Linked DNA regions of Triticum aestivum: region 1 is linked to region 2. A link is a contact called in public Hi-C data. All regions are on one chromosome and are shown on one strand. The core of a region is the stretch at or near the end of the contact, and the rest is flanking DNA. Distances in the headings are between cores, read along the strand shown. Region 1 holds the start of LOC123141197. Region 2 has its middle 23 kb from the start of LOC123142475.

Region 1 (2,954 bases), core at 243-2,742, 49 kb before region 2:
TGGTGCATATGCTGAAGAATCACTCAAAGGAGCTCTCGGCGTCCGGGCCATTGGTGGAGGAGATCAAAACTTTGCTGAGATCTTTTGTTGAGTTTAAAGTATCATGGGTTAGACGTTCTGCATATGTTGCCGCGCATAAGTTAGCTAGAGTAGGTGTGGGTGATGAACTTTGTAAGGTTTGGACGGGGGCTCCCCCGGATTTCGTTCTTTCTGTTTTGTCGGATGAGATTCCGAACTTTGTAAGTTAAATAAAGCGGCAACTTTGACCCTAAAAAAAGAAATAAAAAATCTAAATCACAAAACAAGCCACAAGTCCCAATTCAATGATGGGCGGTGGGTGCATGCAACATATATCGTGTCCACGGTAGAAACATCACTATTGTTAGTTTTGTTGCAGTGAAATTATTGGCAAGAGTTTTTTATTTTCAAGCGGATGTAAAATATTTGCCTCATCCATTAATTAAGAAAAAGAGATTTGCCGAGTTACAAACGGTCACAATCAGCTGAGCGGTACATACAAGATACCTCACACACAACACTATGATGAAAGCCTCGCCTAGGTAGCACATTAGCATCATCATCATCACTTCTCCTCGAGCTTGCATCATTGCCACCCCTTAATCTTGAGCAAGCGGTTGCAACTTCGTCACAGACGACTGACAACCCAGCCCACATCATCGAGGGAGTGCAAATTCACATGGAGGTCCATGCAAAGCACTCAGCCACCCGCACCAAGGACATCATAACTTCAGTTCTGATGAAGAGCTAAAAATGGGAACTATGCAAGGTTGGCGTCACTGAAGATCACTGAGGTGACCACTTGCAACTCATCACTGAGCTTTGTCATCCCCGGCTACAGCCATTACAAGAGACAACACTTTTGCATGGGTCAACCTTCTAAGCCACACACAACGTATTCACAAGCTCAACCAACGAGCTTCTGCCGCTGGATCCGGCTAGAAGGACGACCGGGGTGCGGTGGAGTGCGGCCGCGGCTAGGGTTTGCTCCCGGGCTGCCTCGGGAGCGACATGAGAGCTCTACACAAGGTTATAGCTATTCCTAACGAGATATTTTATTTAATTATGTCTTAATTAGTAGTCTTTTATGTAGTTTGGATATGTTCATGTTTTTCTGGATTTATTTTAGTCTTTCGACGCTATTCTCTGACAAGTATAGTGCGTGCGTCAACTACATAACGTTTGTTGCGACTTCACCGATCTTAATATCACCCGGTTTAATATCTTAGAGGTGTTCATAGGGTAGCGTATGCATGCCTACACGTGAGCGTCTCCAACTATACATCTCGGAAGAAAATTTTGCAGTCTTTATCTGTAATGAAAGGCTGACTAGCCGTTGAGTTGCTCTGGTGAAGTTTGGTGGTTTTTGTGCAGCTGGAGCCCCTCATCCAACCTGTTAAACCATAACTTTCATTTCAATAATGAAACTGGGAGCAGTCTGGCGGTCTGGGCCTTTCGTCAATTTCTTTTGTTTTCTCTGTTGAGCGATTGCCATGTCCGCTCTTGAGTACTGTATTTCCGGATAAAATACTGAGACTAGCTAGCAGGGTAAGAACAAAGACCACAACTGTATTTTAGTTCCTCCCAGTCCATAAGTACCCCACACAGACTCAGAGTTCAAATTACGAAGTCAATGCCAGCAAGCTCCAACTTCCTCCTCCCTCCAACACCCTCCGGCTCCAAGATCTGAATCAAGAAACCCGCCGGCGATGGGGCTCTGCGACTGCCTGGGCGAGTGCTGGGAAGATTGCAAGTGGGTATTAGCGTGCATCGCCGCCGTCGCCGCTGTCATCGTCATCGTCGTCATGGTCGCCGCCTACAGCTTCGCCGTCCAGCCATCCATCACCGTCGAGGACGCCTCGCTGACCAGGTTCGCGCTGGCGACCTCTCCGGTGACCTCGCTCGGGTACAACCTCTCCCTGAAGCTCGTCGTCCGCAACCGCAACTGGGCGACGACCATGAAGAACACGGAGCCGCTGGAGGCGGCGTACAAGTTCGACGGCCAGCAGTTCGAGCGCGTGCAGGTCGCCGACAAGGGCGACAAGCACGGCCCCAGGAAGACCCGGGTGTACCGCCTCGACTCTGGCTCGGACAGCGCCTACGCGGCGCTGGGCAACGCCGGCGTCGCCGCGTACAAGGACCAGAACAAGACGGGGGAGTTCGAGCTGGAGGTGGCGGTCACCGGCGAGGTGCGGTACACGCTGCAGCTGAAGAAGAACAAGCTGGCGGGGACCTGCAAGCTCAAGCTGAAGCTCGACTCGCCGTCGACGGCCTCCGTTGTGTTCGAGAGGGTGAAATGCAAGCTCGAGAAGGAGAAGAAGGACAAGGAGTAGTTAATTTTCTAGCTACTGTGTACTGTATGGTTTTCATCCAAAGTTCCAAGCAATCTCTGGCGGCCGGTTGCCAACTTGCCATATCGAGTAGTTGTAGTACTTCTCAATTATTTGATTCCTTCCTTATCCTTAAAAAGATTTTTGATGGTGAATCTTGGTTGCTATTATTTGAAATTTGCATGTGCTATGTTTCCTCATTTTGTTGCTATAAGATGTGAATAGCTAGAGGGTTTTTCAAGAACACACACTGTGTGTCTTCTGTATTAAGATGAAATTGCTAGATACCACTAAGAATAAGCGGTTAGCTATCTAATAAACAATCAACAACTCAAAAAAAGAAGATAAAATTGCTAGATGGTAGTCCCTTCGTTCATAAATATAACATGGTTTCGATATTTCAATATATACTATAGACTGAAATGAGTGAGCAAACACATTAAGACGTGTTTATATACATATGATTCACAAGAAAGATAGAGTTCACAAATATTATAAGATGTTTTGCATATTGCAGCATGGACTATATATGGATGAAATAAATGAAAACAAACACACTAAAACGTATTTATATACATCTAATTCAGAAGAGAAAATTAGAACATC
Region 2 (3,207 bases), core at 370-2,869:
TGACACGAAGGCCAAGGTTTCTGCTCTCGAGGGCTCGCCAGCGTCGGATGCTCCTTTCTACCGGTCTATCGTCGGTGCTCTTCAGTATTTGACTCTCACCAGACCGGATCTTCAGTATGCTGTTCAGCAGGTGTGTCTCCACATGCACGCCCCTCGTGACTCCCATTGGACTCTCGTGAAGCGGATCCTCCGTTACATCCGTGGCACGATGACCCTCGGGCTGACACTCACGGCGTCCACTTCTCTGGAGATGATGGCCTACTCTGATGCGGACTAGGCTGGCTGCCCAGATACTCGTCGGTCCACCTCTGGCTACTGCGTCTACCTCGGCCCTTCCCTCGTCTCGTGGTCGTCCAAGCGACAACCCACAGTTTCGCGCTCCAGCGCGGAGGCTGAGTACCGAGCTGTGGCCAACGCTGTTGCTGAGTGCACCTGGCTACGACAGTTACTTCAGGAGCTGCATCACGACGTCTCCCAGGCTACGGTTGTCTACTGCGACAACATTTCCGCGGTGTACCTCTCCGCCAACCCCGTTCATCATCGCCGGACTAAACACATTGAACTGGACATTCATTTTATGCGCGAGCAGGTGGCTCTCGGATGCATTCGGGTTCTCCATGTGCTGACTGCACAACAGTTCGCCGATGTGATGACGAAGGGTATGCCAACTTCCACCTTCGAGGAGTTTCGTTCCAGTCTTTGCGTCACTGGCGCCGCTTCGACTGCGGGGGGTGTTGAGTATATTGTGTACGTGTATATTTGTGTGTAGGGTCCACCTCCTGTTTCCTTTGTATAGTTGAGGTTGTGGCCCACATCTTGTCCTTCTACAGTTACGACAAGAAAAGAAAGGCTCCAGCGTAATCATGCCCGACCAAAATGCTAACCTCGCTGTCATTTATCTAACTACAAGTGTCACAAGGTATAATATGGAAGGACATTAAGCATCAAATACATGTCTTGAGTTGGTACCAATTCCTGTTGATGGTCAATGTCATGCTTCTTCGGACGCTTGGCAATGCCGTCGTCGGTCGCCCGCCACCATCTCCTTCACCTCCTCCTCCTCTTCCCCTTCTTCAATCCTTTCTCGGGGTTGGTGATGCCGACGCCGCACATGGCGCTGTCGCTGTCGCCCGCCACCTGCTGCTCCTCCTCATCGTCGGTGACCTCTTCCTGGATCTCGGCGTAGCCCACGGTGCGGTACTGGTAGAGGACGTGCGCGTCGAACTCACGGTTCTCCTCGAATTCAGCGGCGATCTGTTCTTTGAGTTCCTGGTCGAACATGTCTTGTGGGACGAGTATAAAGCTCGGCCGAGGCGTCTCAGTCGCCATGTAGCCCAGCTCCTCCTTGGTGCGGATGTACTCCAGCAGCTCCCGGCTCAACCGCCGCGTCACCAGCTTCTTCCGACGCTTGCATCCGGCGTCAACCACCGTTGTCTCCTTGGATCCCTTCGCTTTCCTCTTCTCCTTCTTCGTCTTCTTCTCCCCCTTCGATCCCTTGTCGGGGTTGGTTACGCCGATGCTGAACATGGCGCCGCTGACGCTGGCCATGCCCCTCGAGCTTGGCGCGTGATGAATATGTTGCCCCCCGAAACCCTAGTCGCTAAATGGGCCAGACCACACACAAGGCCGACTCATTACTCGGGCTGGGCTTTTGTACAGTGCAATGGGTTATTTTCCATGGTGACTCCTATTTGGGCAAAATCCTAAGCCAGCGAGCAGCGAACAAAATGGGCCAGACCAATTATCAGTAAGCAACTCGCGCAACAGTACGCGGTTTTGCGAACCTTGTACTCCATTTTAGTGATCTATAAACGCTCTTTACAGGGGGAGTACGAGTTTTTCAGCCGTTTTTCTTTCGGTTTTAGAAACCATCTAGAAAGTTCATGTACTGGTTTCTTTTTTCTGCTTCTTTTTTGTTTTCCATTTTTCTTTGGTCATGTTTCTTTTTCTATTTCGTTTCCTTTCCTTTTTCCTCTTTATTTTTCCTGCTCTTTTTTCCCTGTTTTCCCAAAAAAGATTATACTTTCAAAAATTGATCGCTCCTTTTACAAAAAATGTTTAAAAACTCAAAAAAGTAAAGAATTTCATATTCGAAAAAAGTTTGATTTTTAAATTTTTGTTCCCAAATTAAAAAATGATTCGGCATTTCAAAAATTGTTCCCACTTTCCAAATTTGTTTAAATCCAAAAAATGTTCATGTTTCCAAAATTTATTCCAAATTCAAAAAAATGCTGGGGTAAATTTCTTCACAAATTAAAAAATATTCAGGAACTTCAAAATATGTTCCCATTTTACAAATTTGTTGACAGATTCAAAAATGTTAATGTTTTCAAATTTTGTTCATGCTATAAAAAAACGTTTGATTTTTTGAAAATTTGCTCAGAAATATGAAAATATTCATGTTTCAATATACCTTTTTTTAAAGAAAATTACGTTCAAAAAAAGTTTAAATCTGTTTCGGCTTATAATTCATATAAGAAGGGCTGCGAATTTTGGCATCAAATCTTAATAATTAGGATGTCTAGCGACCTTGTATGCTTCGAGGCGGTCCTCAGATCGATCACTCAGACAGACTATACTTTTTGTGATTTTTTGTTTTGTCGTTTTCGCTTGTTTCTTTAAGAACCGCATTGGAGAGTAAACGTGACAAGTAGTCAGTCGTAGTGGCTAGGACAGCGGCGAAATTGTACCAAGTCGCCGGTTCGAGGCACGGTACTAGCGCGCTCCTCTTCTTTAAAAAAAATCATCTTGGTTTTTTAGACAAACTGCAAAGCTTTATTACTCCGTCACAACGTTTACAGGGACGAAACCAAGTCCATTGGGCTGGCCTAACCAAACATGGCGGCCAGCTCCTAATGATAAAGCGTACTTTGCGAGCCTCGAAGTTCGAGCTACGAAATTCATGCTTAATATTACAAGTTTGAAAGGTAGACGTGTGCTGCACTATTTCATGCACAATTGCACCATAACTCCCTCTGCTCTTCTGATGGATGTCTTCCACTGCAACTTTGCAATCGCTGGCAACATGAATCTTCCGTTCATAAAGGTCGTCAGCTAGCGATAACGCCTCTCTGATGGCCATAGCCTCCAATGTAGTTGGGTCTGACAGGTTGGGGAAAACAACAGCTGAGGCTCCCAGAAACAAGCCATGCTGATTTCTACAGATCGCTCCCATAGATCCATACGCTCCACCTCTTCCAACAGCAG

The links. A called contact is a pair of places that touch in the nucleus more often than the background predicts.
Region 1: a Hi-C map of leaf shows a contact between it and region 2, with 5 times the contacts expected there. The contact joins the promoter of LOC123141197 here to the enhancer-like site in region 2. A contact is called at or near these places in 3 of 5 Hi-C or Micro-C datasets (leaf and an unstated tissue).

Annotation. Positions count from the first base shown.
Region 1 is chr6D:90,830,457-90,833,410 of IWGSC CS RefSeq v2.1, reverse strand. It overlaps LOC123141197, which reads left to right and starts at 1,492. Exons shown (of 1, transcript XM_044560406.1): 1 at 1,492-2,548. The coding sequence starts at 1,728. The coding sequence ends at 2,351.
Region 2 is chr6D:90,781,058-90,784,264 of IWGSC CS RefSeq v2.1, reverse strand. No RefSeq gene overlaps it. Among protein-coding and RNA genes, the nearest start is that of LOC123142475, 23 kb to the left of the region's middle. Within about 2 kb of position 1,619, at least 1 of the 8 cell types and tissues checked has an H3K27ac peak or open chromatin away from gene starts, as enhancers often do.